2 separate regions of the Sus scrofa genome follow, and region 2 is linked to region 1. The links are chromatin contacts, called in public HiChIP or PLAC-seq maps. All regions are on one chromosome and are shown on one strand. Each heading gives the region's core, a stretch centred on a gene start, on an enhancer-like site or on the middle of the called end of the contact. The rest is flanking DNA. Distances are from core to core; before and after follow the strand shown.

Region 1 (7,656 bases), core at 1,704-4,203:
GTGAATCCGCGACCGCGGAATTAAGCCGGTCATTTACAACTTTGAGAGAGGGGGGCATGGGAGTTGGTTCCCGCCACCGCCTCGAATCTCCCGTGGACAGGTGAGAGTGGATGGGGAACATGCTCTGCTCCTCGCTGCAGCAATCCTCCAGGAAACCTCATGTTCCCTCGGCTGCGGGTGCCCCGTCTGGGGAAGCCACACGTCCCCCAAATAAAGCATGTGGAGAAAAAGGATCTGCGGGTGGAACTCGGAGCTGTCAGAGGTGGTCGCTGTGGGAAAGGGAACTTGGGATTTTTTAAAGATCTGTCCTGACAAACTTTCGCTGTTCCGCAGAAATCCTCACACTCTTTCCAGAAATCCTATGGACAAGGGCTGACAGCTGAGCGCGCCCTCCTGGGGTCTGGAGGCTGGGGCGCCATGAGTGCAGGGCGGCCACTGACAGCCCGACCTGCCCGACACAAGGGCGCGCGCACACACACACGCACGCGCCACACAAACACACAGCACACTTTCGCTTCTAGCCCAGTTACCTAACTCACTCTCACTACCAACCACCCCATCCTTATAATCATTGCGGATGGGAACAATGTTATGGACACTTGTCCCCAACCCCGGGGAAGATGAGAATGATGTAATTAGTCATCCTCCTTCTTCCCCTTCCGCCCTCTCTAGGCTAGATAGGGCCTGGGGCCACCAGATCTCCCATTCTCCCAAGACCAGCTGGTGGCCTGGAAAAAAAAAAAAGAAAGAAAGAAAGAAAGGCCATTTCTCACTTGGGACCAGGAGTCCCCAGAAACGATACTGTGGGTGCCCAGGAAAGTTCGCCCAGGTCAGTTTCCAAGAGCAGTGCCTCCAGGCCACATTCCAGGAGCTGAGAGTGGCTGAGGGGCTAGAAGGGGCCATGGTGACAGAGAATGGGGAAGAGTTTTAGCAGATGTCAGAATTAAAGTTAGGATTTGCTGTTCTCCGGGTGGACCAAGAAAAACTGAAAGCTCCAGAGAGAGGGAAGGAGTACCAGAGAGGAGAAACAAGAGATGGTTCTAAGGAGAAATGGCGAGAGAAAAGAGGAGAGAAAAGGAGTTAAGACAGGAGAAAAAAGAGGAGGTAAGAGTGAAGAAAGAAGAGGAAGGAAAGAAGGAAGAGAGTGAATGAGGAAAAGAAAAAGGGAGGAAGATTGGAAGTAAAGAAAGGAGGAAGAAGGGAAGGGAAAAGGAGGAAAGAAGAAAAGAAAGGGAGCAAAAGAGGGAAGGAAAGGAAGGAAAAGAAAAGTTTTTAAAGGAGAGAAAAGGAAAGAAGGAAGAAAAAGGAAAGGAGGAAGGAAAGGAAGAACGAAGGAAAGAAGGGAAAGAAACAGAGAAGAAAGAAAAAAGGGACGGAAGGAAGAGAAGGAGGGGAAAAAAAGAAAAAGAAAGAAAAGACAACCGGCCGGAAAAGAAATAGCAATCCCAGAAAACACAGATATCCAACATTATGCTCGTGAGATGCCTCTTCTGGCTTAAAACAAAATGAAAACAGTCACAGACGAGGCAGGGGAAATTGCCGGCAAAGCGTGGGCTCTTCTCAGGCAGCTCCCGGCTCTCCGGCCGAAGGCAATCAAGACAGAGCGGCCGGGGAGCACCGAGCCCCAGAGGCGAACAGAGCCGAGCGGCAGACGCAGTAGCGCGGCCGGGCCCGTCGTGGCCACGGCCGCTACCGCCTCCCAGCTCTACTGCTCGCAGCTCGCCTCCCCGGCCGCGGTCCCCGTGCGGTACCCACCTCTGCGCCGCCGTGTTGGCGTCCAGCACCCCGGCGCCCTGCATCCACGTCCGCACCGCGTTCATGCCGCTGCCCAGCGGCTCTTCCTTCATGCTGCTTCCACTCCGTTGGATGCTTTCCTGAATCCCAAACATGAAAACAACCTTTTCTTGTGGAAAATCTCCTCCCCCTTGAAAATTAAAAAAAAAAAAAAAAAAAAAAAAAAAAAGGAAAGAAAAACGCCAGCCAGAGATTTTTTTTTTTTTTTTTTTGAGTCGATGAACTCGCGCTAGAAGATCAAGGCGGGCTGGAAAGCAAATTTTTAAAAAATGTAAACCTTCGCTCAAAACTGAGCGATAACGCGAAAAAAAAAAAAAACGGAGAAAAAAAAGAAGGGAAAATCCAACAAAAAGACCAAAATAAAAAAAAATAGAGATGTATGCTTGGCTGTTGGGGGTTGTTTGGTTGGTTAATTTTTGGTTTGGGTGCTTTTTTTTTCTGCTTTTTTTTTTTTGCTTTTTTTTTTTTTTTTTTTTTTTTTTTTTTTTTTTTTTTTTTTTTTTTTTTTTTTTTTTTTTGTAATGATCACAAGCCGGTGGAGGACAGGAGGGGCTGGAGTTTCCTTTTGAAGAGGTACCGTTCACTTGAAGAAGCAGGAAGAAAAAAAAAAAAAAAAAAAAAAAAAAAAAAAAAAAAAAAGCCCTGGTGGCAATTTAAGAAACAATAGACTCAACTCGCGCTGCCGGCTTTGCTACTTCAAGTGTCATTTTCCACAACCAGGCAAGTTTTTCCTCTCTTTTTTTTTCCTCCTTCTCTCCCAACCAAAGATATTTCTTTCCTTTCAGTGCGTGTAGATGAGGAGGACGCTGGTTGCTGTAGACAGATACACCAGAGAGGGAGAGTGGGATGGGGGGGAGGGGGAGGGGGGTAGGGAAAGACAGAAAGAGAGGAGAGGAGAGGAAAGGAGAGGAGAGGAGAGGGAGAAAGAGAGAGAAGTGGACCCTGCTGAATGGAGATTCTGTTTTCTTCTTGCTAAAATAGAAGTGATTTGCAGGCTTTCCCTATGGAATCCAGTTTGACTCTCCCCAGAGCTAAACACAGGCACACTAACCCCAAAGGGAGGAGGCGGGGCCGGCGCCTCAAGGGGCCGCCCCCTCATTTGCATAACGTCATCCTTCCGCCTCGCCGCAGCCAATCGCAGCATAGGTGCCTTCCAGCTCTCAGCGTAGGGCCTTGCTAGCTCACTAACATCCCTCCTCGGGTGGCGCAGGGGAGCCGGCCAAAGTTCCTCGCAAAGTGGCAAACGAAGAATCTCCGAGCACCGACATCCGAGCTGGGGAGGAGCGGGGCTGAGCTGGGCAGACTCGGGCAGAAGGGAGACAGAAAGAAGGGGAGCAGGATTTGAGTTGGGGTCTGCATCCTGGCCTTTGCGGTCGGTTTAACATCCTCGCCGCGCCCTGAAAGCGCTAGAGGCGCACAGGCTGCGCCCTCGCTGGGCGGATGCCGAGTTCTGCTCCGCTGTTCTGGGACGTCGGGGGCAAATGTGGAGGAGACAGGAGAGCCCGGGCAGAAAAAGCAGGACGTGCATCCCAGGTGCCCACCTCTTCGCTTTGAGGAGGGGGTGGTGGGTTGGAAAATGGGTGCGCGAGATCGGTATTGGGAGTCTGCGGAGGGCACACTGCCTCCACGCTGGCAGGGAGGAGTGGACCCTGGGCCCAGGCAAGCGAGGCGCTATGGATCCGCAGGGAGTGGGGACCAGTGCTCTACCCATAGTCAAGCCTCCGAAATGCTTCTCGCTCGGCAGCATTTAGCCTGAAGGGCGGCGATTAGCCTGGAGGGCGCCGGCGTTAGGCACTGTCCTCACATGCTCACTTCTCCGGAGCACTTCATGTAAAGTGTAAACGGCGGAACGGATGCTCTCCCTGGAGCTGTGCCATGATGCATTTTAAATTTTACTCGAATTCAACCCCCACCCCCTTATCCCCTCCACAATAGTTTTTCTTTAGAGTAACGAACAAAGCAACAACAATGTCTCTGATTAGTTATTTGGTGTAGGGTTTCTCTCCTCCTCATTCTTTCTGTTAAAATGAGGGGCTTGGACAAACCTTTGCCCAACTTCTGTCACCTGCCACCTGTCAAGGAAGAGAGAGACGGAGGAAGGAGGGAACGATCATCGGAGGGAGGAAGGGAAGAAGAAATGGTCTCCTACTTCAGACCTTTCAGCATATATGCTTGTGGCTGGCAAAGGAAATAGCTAGATGTTTCTGGGTAATGCGGCCATCATTTTTTAGCGGGTTGTAACCTCTAATAAGCACAGGCCGAACTTCTGTTTCATTGCCCTCAAAGGAACTCCCTGACTGCAGCCAAATCTGCTAAGGACTCCTTCGGGGAAATTCTCTGCCAGAAATCCAGGTCCCCTTTCTGCCGGCTTTCCTTGGCCCTTTGATTTAGGAAACTCATGGGGTCAGTGATGGAAAAGTACACATGCCCATGTTGAATGGAATGGAGACAGGCAGAAGTTATGCTTTGTGCTCTTGGCAGAGCAGGAAAGTGGGAGCTACTTCCAGACTTCTAAACTAGATTAAAGACTGTGTTTCAGCCCTGAGGCTCCATCCACTGTCCTCAACACTGCTTTATCTCTTGTGCACAAAGCCTGCCCAGTCTCATACCATTTAATGTGGAGCACTTAATGTGATGAGCTCTTTCTCCCTGGTACCATAATTAAATAATTAATGCCATCTCCTCCAAGACCCTCTGGAAGAGATCTGTCTGATCCTCTGGATCCCCACAGCATCTATCAGAGTTCCTAGCACACAGGAGATGTTCATGAAGGCTATGTTGGTAGAAACACTGGAAGGTTTGTAAAGAGGGGAAAGGGGGAGTTGGATATTCTCCATCTCTATAAAAGTTTAATGCACCATTGCCTGCTAAAAACTTCCTAAAGTTCTAAATTTAACCTCCAAGGCCCAAAGCATCCCCAGAGTCAATCCTTTCCCCTGCCTGGACCAGACCCTGCCTTCTCTGAGGGGAATCCTTCAGAGAAGGAGGACCAGGAATCAGGGGCCCCCCTCCTATCAAAGAGTCCCAGATAGCACTGGCATAAGACCCAGACCTCCCCCTCCTTAATTGCCTGAGCTTCCCTTTTACTCTCCGGAGCAGTGTTCGTTCAGGAGACCAGGTTGAATCTGATGAGGTACATAACCCAGTGATGGGGAACACAGAGTTGGGATAAGATCACTGCCAAGGGTGACAGAGAAAGGAGAAACAGCCACTCTGAGGTCCAGGATCAGTGAGAGGCACACAATACATGGATTTCCGGGGGCGGGGGGGGGTGTGAGCAAATCTAGAAGTACTCAGCAAATGAGTGTTTATTGAGGGGCCTGAAGCTGCCTGATCCTAATGAGAAACTGTCCCACAGAAAGAAGCCTTCAGCAACCCAATTCCTACGAATACCTTCTGCCCCATTAAATAAAGTATGCTCACCAACCCAGAGCCAAATAGCACTGGTCTTATCAAAAGATTCCTACCCCCTTTTATTTTTCCTCCTATGGCCTGGTGTGTGTGAAGGTTGTCTTCCTCCTATTTAGTTCCCAGAGATAGCTGGCTCTGGGGCAGGAACTGGGTTGCCCTTGTGCTTTCAATCTGGCTTTCTCACCCAGGAAGAAATGTTTAGGTAGAAAGGGAGCTAAAGAGAAGGTAGAAAAGAGACAGGGAGTGTGATAGAAAAAACTGGGAGCAACACCCAGACCAGCAGAGTGGTAGCTTTTCATGGATTTCCTCTGATGAATATTGAACTAGCCCTTGCAATTTTAAACTTTGAAAATTCCCATAAGCCATTGAAAATTCCCATAAGCCATTTTCAGTCTTATATGTGGAAGGAGCAATTGGAAATGCTCGATATTTCCCCAGGAGTTCAGACTCCCTCAGAGCTTCTCAAAGTTTCTTCCACGGAGAGTGGGATTTGGTGTCTACACCCCTCCCTCTCAGTTGCTCTGAACAGTAGAGTAGAGAGAGCTGCTCAGCCCTCAGGGACTCCCCACACTGAAAGCAGCTCAGGCCCAGTGAGCAAGCCCCCCTCCTCACCCCAGACTTTAAAACCTTCCTGCTCTTGGCTATCCCAACCCTCTTAAGGCACAGAGAGATCAATTTCCTTTCCTGAAGAGCATCAGTAGCGGTAGTAATTTCTGCGGGTGCAAATGGAAACACACCCACCCCCTCAAATAGCAGAGACAAGATAAACACAACCCAACAGGGACTATAGGGACGCCCCAGGGAAAGAGGGAATCTTCTCTGCTCGTTCGCCCCCAGGAGGCCAGACTGAAGACCTGTCCCTTAGAAAAGTCCCTCGATGTTCGTTCGCCTTATGAAGCAGCACACGAACAGCCCCAAAGACGTCCACTCACAGCCTGGAGTCTTGGGCGTGATGAGCAGAGGCCAAGGCGTTGTCCACAAGGGGAGATGGGTAAGAGTGGGTGATGACCCAGGGTCCTGGGAAACTGAGGACCTGAGCGGGAGGCAGCTCCCCAAGGGCCCCAGAGCAACACCCGGATGCCAGCGGGGTGATCGAACAGATCCCCGCCGCCCAGGCAAAAACCCTGCCTGCCCCTGCTCCCTAAGACCTCCACCTGCCCCCCCCCCCCCCGGAACGCACAGAAGCAAGAGATCTGTAGTTCCACCAGATATCTGTCTGTCCTCTCCCCTTACTCCCAGCCCTTTCTGGTAAATGGCAAAGGGAAGGTGGCATTTCCCTTGACACTGGACCCTGTTTCCGACCCCCATGGCTACGGGGAAGGCCCGTCTAGCTGACACTTCCGCATCCTGGGAGTATGTCTCTGCCCATAGTACAAACAGGGAAATTGAGGCCTAGAGAGGAAAAAAAGTTATCCACAGAGAACCAAGAGGTAGAAACCAGGCAGTTAACACCTTTGGGGCTCTGGTTTGGGGGCGCTTTTGCTGCCTAGGACAAGGACTTGGGACACCAAGTTCCAACAAATCTTTCCAAGATCAAGCCCGCCCGGACTCTCTGGAGTTTCCCCTGGAAAGCCTCCAGATAAGAATAGACCGCCTTTGTTGAAGGCTTTAGGGGCAGAAACTCACCGAAGTCCCACAACAGAGAAGGCAGGTAAGATCGCCCCCCGCCCCACTTTACAGATGAGAAAACTGACGCTCCGTGATTGAAATGAAACTTGCCTATGGCCGCATTGCTAATAAATGAAGTCGCTGAACCAAAATTTCCCCAGAACGAGTGCCCTGAACCTTGTGTCCAAACCACTCACCCAGCGTCGGCGCTTATCTCCCACGTTCGCCTTGTTGCTTGCCCCCCAGTTCTCAAAGATCCCTTTATCTCTCGAGCCTCTGGGTATACAGGATGACAAAGGAGCTCGGGCGCAAGTTGCCACCACCACCGCCCCCCCGCCCTCGAGGGCAGGCAGCAGAGAATACAGGAGGGTAAACTGTTCTGAAAAGTCCTAATGCGCAGACTGTATGCGCATTCCCGCGGTCAGACACCGACGTGAGTCTCTCCGCAGCCAGCGACAGGACACACAGGGTCGTGTCCTCTCCAGCCCTGGCTCTGCCATATTTGCTATATGACCTCCGGTCAGTCACCTCTACCAGCCCTAGCTGAGGTTTTAGAGTTCCAGGTGCACGCAAAGTCGCCTAATTGAAATAGACCGAATACAAAAGTTTGTGGGGATGCCTGAGATGCCCATCAGAGAGCAGAAATCTGGACACTTGGCGGATGTGCTTTATTGGAGGAAGACCAGAGCTAAAAGCTAAAGTTATTCTGTGCAGAGAGAATACAGCTGGAGGTACTGCCAGAAAGGTCCTAATCCAAGGCTGACCCGGAGCGGGACCTTATCCCACCCCCTAGCCCTTCCCTACTGTTCTCCATCCGGCGAGATTGGAGTCTGATCAGGCTGA
Region 2 (7,656 bases), core at 3,172-5,671, 1.1 Mb before region 1:
CTAGAAGGCTGACAATCACCTTTGTTTTTAAGAAGCAAACTGAATATAGAGATTTACTGGTAAGATAGGGGGAAAAGGGGAAAAACTATCTCAGGACTGAAAGAAAGGGTAAACCAACGATCAGTTCAAGTTGAAGCATATTTGTAAAGGCAGGTTTCTTGAAGGCAGGCATTGTATTTTTCGAGTTCAGAAAATACAGTACTACTCTGATAACTAATAAATACATTATCTGTTGAAGTAACTGGATTAAATATTTTCTATAAAAGCAAAAGGTTCTTCCTCTGGAATTAGCTAGACTAGAAGAGTAGTTTCCATACTAATGTTAATATTTAGACACTAAAAATATGCAAAGAGGAGTTCCCTGCTGGCAGAGCAGGTTAAGGATCCAGCACTGTCACCACTGTGGCTTGGGTCAGTGCTGTAGCACTGGTTCAATCTTTGGCTCCAGAACTTCTGCATGCTGCCGGATGTGGCACAAACAAACAAACAAACCAAATAAAACAAACCCAACAAACAAAAAACCATGCAAATAATGCTAACAAAAATCAACTTATGGGGGTAAAATACAAAGTATTCTAAGAGAATAACTTAAAATGGTCCATCTATAGCAGCTGCCTTAGGACCCTGGCCAGCACAATTTCAATCACTATCATAAAAACAGTAAGGGCCACTGATGGAATAGATTTGCCATTAATATTATTCCCTGCATGAAGTAAGAAGCAGTAAGAAGCAGTCTGATTTACCACTATCAGGTTACCTTCACTAGATTTCTGAAATCTGGAAAAAAAAAAAAAAAAAAAAAAAAAAAAAGAACTATACAGAAACTTGCAATCTATACCATACATGTGATAACAAAATTTAAAAGTACACAATTATGTCACAGCCTCAGATAAAGGGAGGCAGGTCACAGGATGACAATGGTCAAGCTAGTCCCAGTTGGTGGGAGTAGTGCCACTTATCCTTTCCTGCCACAACTGTGTTTTATGCAACTTGAATACAAGTGGGAGGAAACTGGCACTCCATGCTCTGGCTGGCCTATGGCTTTATCTGCTTTTCCTCAGTTTCATAATGTTCTGCAAAACAGAGCCATTTAATACCACCAGCAGGTGCAATAGTTTTGCAAAATATCTTCCCAATCTCCATAAAAGTCTTCAAAGTCTCAAAAGCCAATATTGGAAATACAGTATTATACTTAAGAACTGCCACCATACTGGATCTAATAGCAGCTCCAGAGGACACATTTTCAAAGAGGCTATTTTTCTTTCTGAAGTAAACATCACTGGATAGAGATATATGCTAAATAAAAGTCCTTATTTCCCTGAGTCATGGATTGCACTTATTTACTGCATAAAGCATTTAAATATAACATTTATTGATTGCCACATTAAAAAAAATCTTTTTTTTTCCAGCTGAAACTGTTTCTGGAAGATAATGACTTTCTAAAATTTATCTGTTGTTATGAAATACTTGTTCCATTTTTTTCTTTCCCTCGATAGAAATGCATGTCTCCAAAATGCCAGCGAAGCTGGAAAAACTGTTACTCTAGCCCAATCCCATCATTTTGAAGGGAATCCAAAGTCTGCAGAGTCATGTGTTTCTGCCTCAAAATATACATATGGCTAATTTAAAAGGCAGTATCAGAATCTGAACCTAGGTCTCCCAAACTTTTAACCAGTGTTCTTCATCCAAACCCTCATTTCTATTCAACCAAGCTCTCAGAGCAGTCCTTAATCACTTCTCTGTTTCCTCATTTCCTAGCTTCCTCATCACCTTATTCCTTTGATAATCAGAAGAGCCATTCTATGGATCTGCTTCCACCTCCATTACGGTAATTTAAGGTGAACTGTCTAACTGGACATAGTGCTACAGTTACTGGTTCTGTAAAAGGCTTACATTTGGGAAGAAGAATTTGTTTTCTCTTGCCAGGGAAAGATGAAAATTAAATTTTGAGTATGTCTCAGTAAAATAACCTCACGTTCTAATCCTAATATCATGTGTCAGACACCCACGAAAGCTTTAAAAAGTCCTTGGTGGCAACATTCTTACATGTTATTGAATAACTTGGTTCAGGTCTCCATTCTAAATTGGGTAGTAAAATGGAAGACAAGTTATTTTTCACAACGGGCTCTCCCCTTAGATGACTTGGTGACTACTTACATGACAAATTTAATTTGAAGATTAGTAACAAAGGTGATACAGACACTATGAAATGAACAAGAGCAAGAATATTGCCTTGATTTGTCTCTTGAAAATGTAGTCTCTTCAAATTTTTAAGTACCAGAAATTTAGTCTCCTAAGATAACAAGGTTTTTTTAAATTGTTTTTCTGCTTCTGTCCTCGGGCTAAGATATAAAGAGGTAGTTCTGCAGAGACTTTTGCACTTTTAAAGATTATTTTAGCTGGTATCCCAGTCTTTCTACCGTATATTAAAAAATAACCAACGAACTTGCATCTGGAAAAGAACTATGATTTTATTTTATCTTTGGAAAGCAAAAGGTATATAAATAACAAAACATCCAAAATAAAGGATTGAGAGCTTAATGATCAAATGAACAGTTTATAAAGGAAAATCAGCAAATCACTTTTCAAACGTGGAGTTTCTCTCTTAACGAAGTTTAGCCTTACTCTTGATGCAGAACACTGACTATGATTATCAAAAGCATACAGATCTAAACATATTGTATTAAGGGCTTTATATGCTATCTAAGCCCTTAGCCCTGAATTCTCATTAACATTCTAAGGTAAGTGTCTATCATTATTTTCATAATGTACCTGAGAAAACTGGGGCACTTAAAGATGAATTAATCTGTCAAGGTTACAGAGCTTGAATCCAGCTCTGCAGGTTCAAAAACCTGTACTCCTTAGGCACTCTACTACCTTCTTGGTAGCATAGAAAATCTGAAAATATAGTCAAATTCTAAATCCTATCTGATGCACTATCCAAACCACTGTGAATTTTTTTTTAAAGTTGAAGTATAGTTGATTTAAAATATTACTTTTAGGTGTACAACACAATCATTTGACATTTTTCTATTATACTCCTTTGAAAGTTATTATAAAATACTGACTACATTCCCTATGCTGTACATTACATTCCTGGATCTAATTTATTTTATACCTAGTAGTTTATACCTCTTAATGAATTATTTTCTTCTGGTGTCACGAAAGCCTCAAGAATTTGCCATCTACACTTTCTGATTTTAGGTTGGGTGAGCAGCACAAATGAACTGTTTTTGTCACCACACTTATTGCATCATCACTAAAACCCAAAAGGAAGGGGACTGGTTAAATTCCTAAACTTTATTTCCTGCTGGCCTAGAAGATCTTACTTAACCCCTGTTACATCACTGTAATATATTCACTTTAAGTGTTAAGGTTTCCCTAGTGGTAGTAAGACACTAAAGTTATCACTTAAGTTTTAAAGAAAAAAATCAACTATGTATTAGTCATTTTACCTGTCAGGGGAGTTAAAAGTGGATCAACAGGATATAAACCTGGGTTGCTTTCTTCTTGAGGGGAAATGAAGTGTAGGGGAAAAGGATCAGAAAGAAAGAATCACAGTAAGTTATGTGGTGATCTACTCTCACTCGTATTAGACAAGCAAAGGATGAGTCGCCTCTTGAGTAACTTCAGTCTGACCACAACGGCCACTTGTTACACCTACCACCCACTCCAACACACCAGGTTCATTAAGGATTAAAAGAAACCCAGCAAGGTAAAGGACACATCGTGACCAAACCTAAGGTCTCCGCACCACAATGAGGGGCGCAGAGAACCCGTGAACTAGGTCCCCTAACCCCAAGCGTTCGCTGCTGCCCAAGAAGCAAAGCCCAAAGCCCGCAGCCAAGAGAGCTCTCCGGCCAGGGCAGCGACCCAGCTCAAGACAACCCTGCTCACCCCCCTGACTAAAGCGTTTATAGCTGGAAGGGTGAGGGTAGGGACAGGGTGAGGAACGCCTGGGCAGGAGAGAATGCGGCTAAGAGGATGTTTCCAAAGAGGAAGGGTCCCTTCCCAGACTCGCGGACTGGGACGCGGCCCGGGGCCGGGGAGACAACCGGTCGCCGCCATGATGGGGCCAACCAGCCGGGGGGCGTGACGCTGGCGGCCCCGCGCGCAGGGCCGGCTCCTTCCCACCCACCCCCTTCTCCCGCGTGGGCCTGGGCCACAACTGCCCCCCGATACTCACGCTTTGTCCACCAGCTCCCGCACTTTCCACATGTTCAACATCGTGCCCCGAGCGGGCCGGGCCGCTACCCCCTCTCCTGCTCCCCACGGACCCCGGAACACTTCCGCGTCGGGGCTGATCCAGGCCTGGGTCGCTGCCGCCGCCCGCCGCCTCAAACTCCCCCAGTCAGCTCCTTCTCTTGCCACAGCCGCGGCGCCGCCAGTGACACGTCGAGACGCGGGGGCAGAGGCGCTGCGTGGAGCGGAAGTGCCTGCCTTTCCGCCGGCTGCGCGCAGGGCACGCTGGGACTTGTAGTTCTCTCTGCGCGCCAAGCGGGACAGTTAAACAGGGAGAGTTGGAGAGGTAAGGTTAGTGTGCTTCCTCTTAAGCTCTCGGGGTTCTCCGTGCCCCTCCCGAGCCCCCTGAGCCACAGAATCTCAAACTCTGGGGGTGGGGCTCGGCACTCTGTACTTTAACAAATCCTCCATGCTCACGTTTCAGAACCAGGGGTGTAGAATCTTGCCACACTCAAACTTGCTTTTCAAACATAAGGTATTATTATGTTAATAATGATTATAAGGAAGTGTGATTGGCCTATGTATTACTCATTTGCAGAAGCTACTCTGTATTTGGTTCCAAATGTCTAAATATACTTCCTTCTCTGGGCTTTAATTTCCATCCTTGTAAATTGAATAGGTTGTGTTTCAAAACTTTTTCCATCCTTGTAAATTGAATAGGTTGTGTTTCAAAACTTTTTCCACTCTTTGACACAGTGCTTTGATATTTAGGCAACTACCTGCTATCCTTGTTACTTTATTATAAAGCTCGGAAACTCAGTTCACATTCCATGGGAAATTGTAGAAAAACAGCAGCACAATACTTATGACAGGCCCAAGAACTTGTCAGGTGAATATTCTTACCACATTCAGTGTTTTATTGCAATAGTTGTCACTTCATTTTTCTCTTGACTCTTTTTTTTTTTTTTTTTGTCTTTTGTTGTTGTTGTTATTGTTGTTGTTGTTGCTATTTCTTGGGCCACTCCCGCGGCATATGGAGGTTCCCAGGCTAGGGGTTGAATCGGAGCTGTAGCCACCCGCCTACGCCAGAGCCACAGCAACGCAGGATCCGAGCCGCGTCTGCAACCTACACCACAGCTCACGGCAACGCCGGATCGTTAACCCACTGAGCAAGGGCAGGGACTGAACCCGCAACCTCATGGTTCCTATTCGGATTCGTTAACCACTGCGCCACGACGGGAACTCCTCTTGACTCATTTTTGAGTTGGGCAACTTTGAAGTTCCTGTGGTCCAACTAATTAAACTTTACAGTTCTTTTCATTGTACATTTTTTTCTTTTTACGGCCAAAACTGTGGCATGTGAAAGTTCCCAGGCTAAGGGTCCCCTCGTAGCTGCAGCTGCTGGCCTGCGCCACAGGCACATTATCAGCGGGTCTGAGTCTCATCTGCGACCTAAGCTGCAGCTTGTGGCAACACTGGATTCTTAACCCACTGAGAGAGGCCAGGGGTCTAACCCACATCCTTGTGGGCATTGTGTTGGGTTCTTAACCTGCTGAGCCACAGGGAGAACTCCTCACTGTACAAATTTTTATTGAGCATTTTCTATGTGTGGGGAGTGAGGAATACAGTTGGGAAGAAGACAGGCAAGGCCTCAGCTCTCTTGGATCTTAAAGGTCTTTGGAGGAAACATAGTGATCAAGGAAACATTTAAGATAATTGCTGATAGAAAGTGCTTGAAGAAAACGGGAGATAATGTTGTGGAGAGTGATGTTTGAGGAAAATAACATTATGGAATATTTAGAGTCTCTCTGAGGACATTTTATTTAAGCTGAAACTTCAGTGATTAAAAAGCTGACCAAAAGAAGAAAATTCTGCAAGAAAAGAATTCCTGGTGTAGGGTGGGGAACCGATGAAAACTCTAATTCACAAAGGAGACGTGAAATTGATAGCTGCTAGTAATGAAGCTAGGTAACAATGATCCCAAATCAAGAATCTAGAACCTCTGACCCCTGGTTAGTCTTCAGGTCAAATCACCTCTTCGTATTGCATCTATTTAATAACTAGAAGCAGCTTCGAAAAGGATTTCAACAAGACTTTGAGATTAAGGCCCAAGACAAGCAAAATTGATTGAAAGAATTGCCAGGCAGAAAAGTACAAAAAAGCGGAAAAGGTGCAAAAGCAAAGCTGAGAGAAGACAGCTGTGCTCTGGCAGACAGATGGAAGTGAGTTGGAGAGGTGACGAGGTGAGTGGGGAGGGTAGTTAAACATGAGCAGAGGTAGGTAGAGAAATCTGGCTTTCAGATGTTTCCTGTTGAAAGGACTGTCCAGCCCAAGCAAGATTCAAAGGGTGGAATGTGGCCAGGGGAGATGAAAAGGAGAAACTGCTTTGCATAAATAAAAGCTGAGCGAGTTAACTTTCAAACAAGTGGGTTCAGGGTACACCCGCAGAATAGGCCTAGCATAAAAATAACCACATTCCCCACCCTAGACCTGTTTGCGCCTTTATAGCAATTCAAGCAGCTTCACCAGAGTTACCCAGAGAGTACAATCTTGTTATCTGCTGCTACAATACCAAGTGTGAAAGTGTCTTGACTTATTCCAGAGTTGCCATCCTGTGGCAGTTTCACAGTTGACCGATGCCATCTAGAATGCACCAAAAACCTGCCTGTCTACCTTTGATTCAAGAGAATTTCAGTGGACTCAGAACTAGACAAGGAGAGGTTGTTAAAAAGTGGTTCTCATCTCCAAAGACTAATCATGTGCATTTTAACAAAGTGTTCCATTTTTACCCTTTATCTTGCAAGTTTGGGAAAGGTTTCCATAGTAACTTCTTTGTGGCAATTTAAATGTGTCCACAGGAGAAAAATAAACAAGAAAATGTCCCACCTACCTCTCTTCAGGAAAACATTATTTTTCACTAAATGGGCTTTTAGTAAGGCCAAACCAACAAGGTTTGAAAGCAATTGTACCTAGCTGTGTTATTTGTGTGAGAGGAGCAGCTGTAGACATTGCTTATCTCATATGGCTGGCTCCTTGGTGTTTCCTTTGGAGAAGTTTAATTCATAGAACCGGGGTGTGGCAGCCATGGAAAGGCATCGCCCAGATTTTTCTTCTAGAAAGTAAGTTGAGAGGAGTGTGGATGGCCAGTGCTTCCAAAGCCACTTCTTGGGGTTCAGCCACAGCATTTATGCCAAGGCCCTGCTATCACTGGGCTCTCCCCAGGCAATGACTGAGCATGGTGTTGTTCATCTTTAACATTCGTTCAATATGACAAGTATTTGGAGCCAGGCCATTTCTGCCCAGTGCAGGACTCCTCTGCTGGGCCAGCATTGCCTTAGTCTCCCCGTCCACCTGGTTCAGACTTCCTCAGAGCATTGCTGCTGTTGGACGGATCTTCTTCCTACCCAATCTTCCTTCTTTCCCTTTTCTCCCTTGACAGAACTTCCTTGTGGTCTGAGACTCTTCCCAGCTACT

The links. HiChIP or PLAC-seq counts read pairs in DNA pulled down with a chosen protein or histone mark.
Region 2: an H3K27ac HiChIP or PLAC-seq map of alveolar macrophages shows a contact between it and region 1. The contact joins the promoter of CLINT1 here to the promoter of EBF1 in region 1. A contact is called at or near these places in 1 of 5 promoter capture datasets (fetal skeletal muscle) and 1 of 2 datasets of contacts at active chromatin or transcription factors (alveolar macrophages).

Annotation. Positions count from the first base shown.
Region 1 is chr16:64,353,308-64,360,963 of Sscrofa11.1, reverse strand. It overlaps EBF1 (transcription factor COE1), which reads right to left and starts at 2,953. Exons shown (of 17, transcript XM_005672579.3): 1 at 2,846-2,953; 2 at 1,756-1,874. The coding sequence starts at 2,938.
Region 2 is chr16:65,494,248-65,501,903 of Sscrofa11.1, reverse strand. It overlaps CLINT1 (clathrin interactor 1), which reads right to left and starts at 4,421. Exons shown (of 12, transcript XM_021076894.1): 1 at 4,187-4,421. The coding sequence starts at 4,227. It overlaps LOC110257284 (a long non-coding RNA gene), which reads left to right and starts at 4,435. Exons shown (of 5, transcript XR_002339697.1): 1 at 4,435-4,528.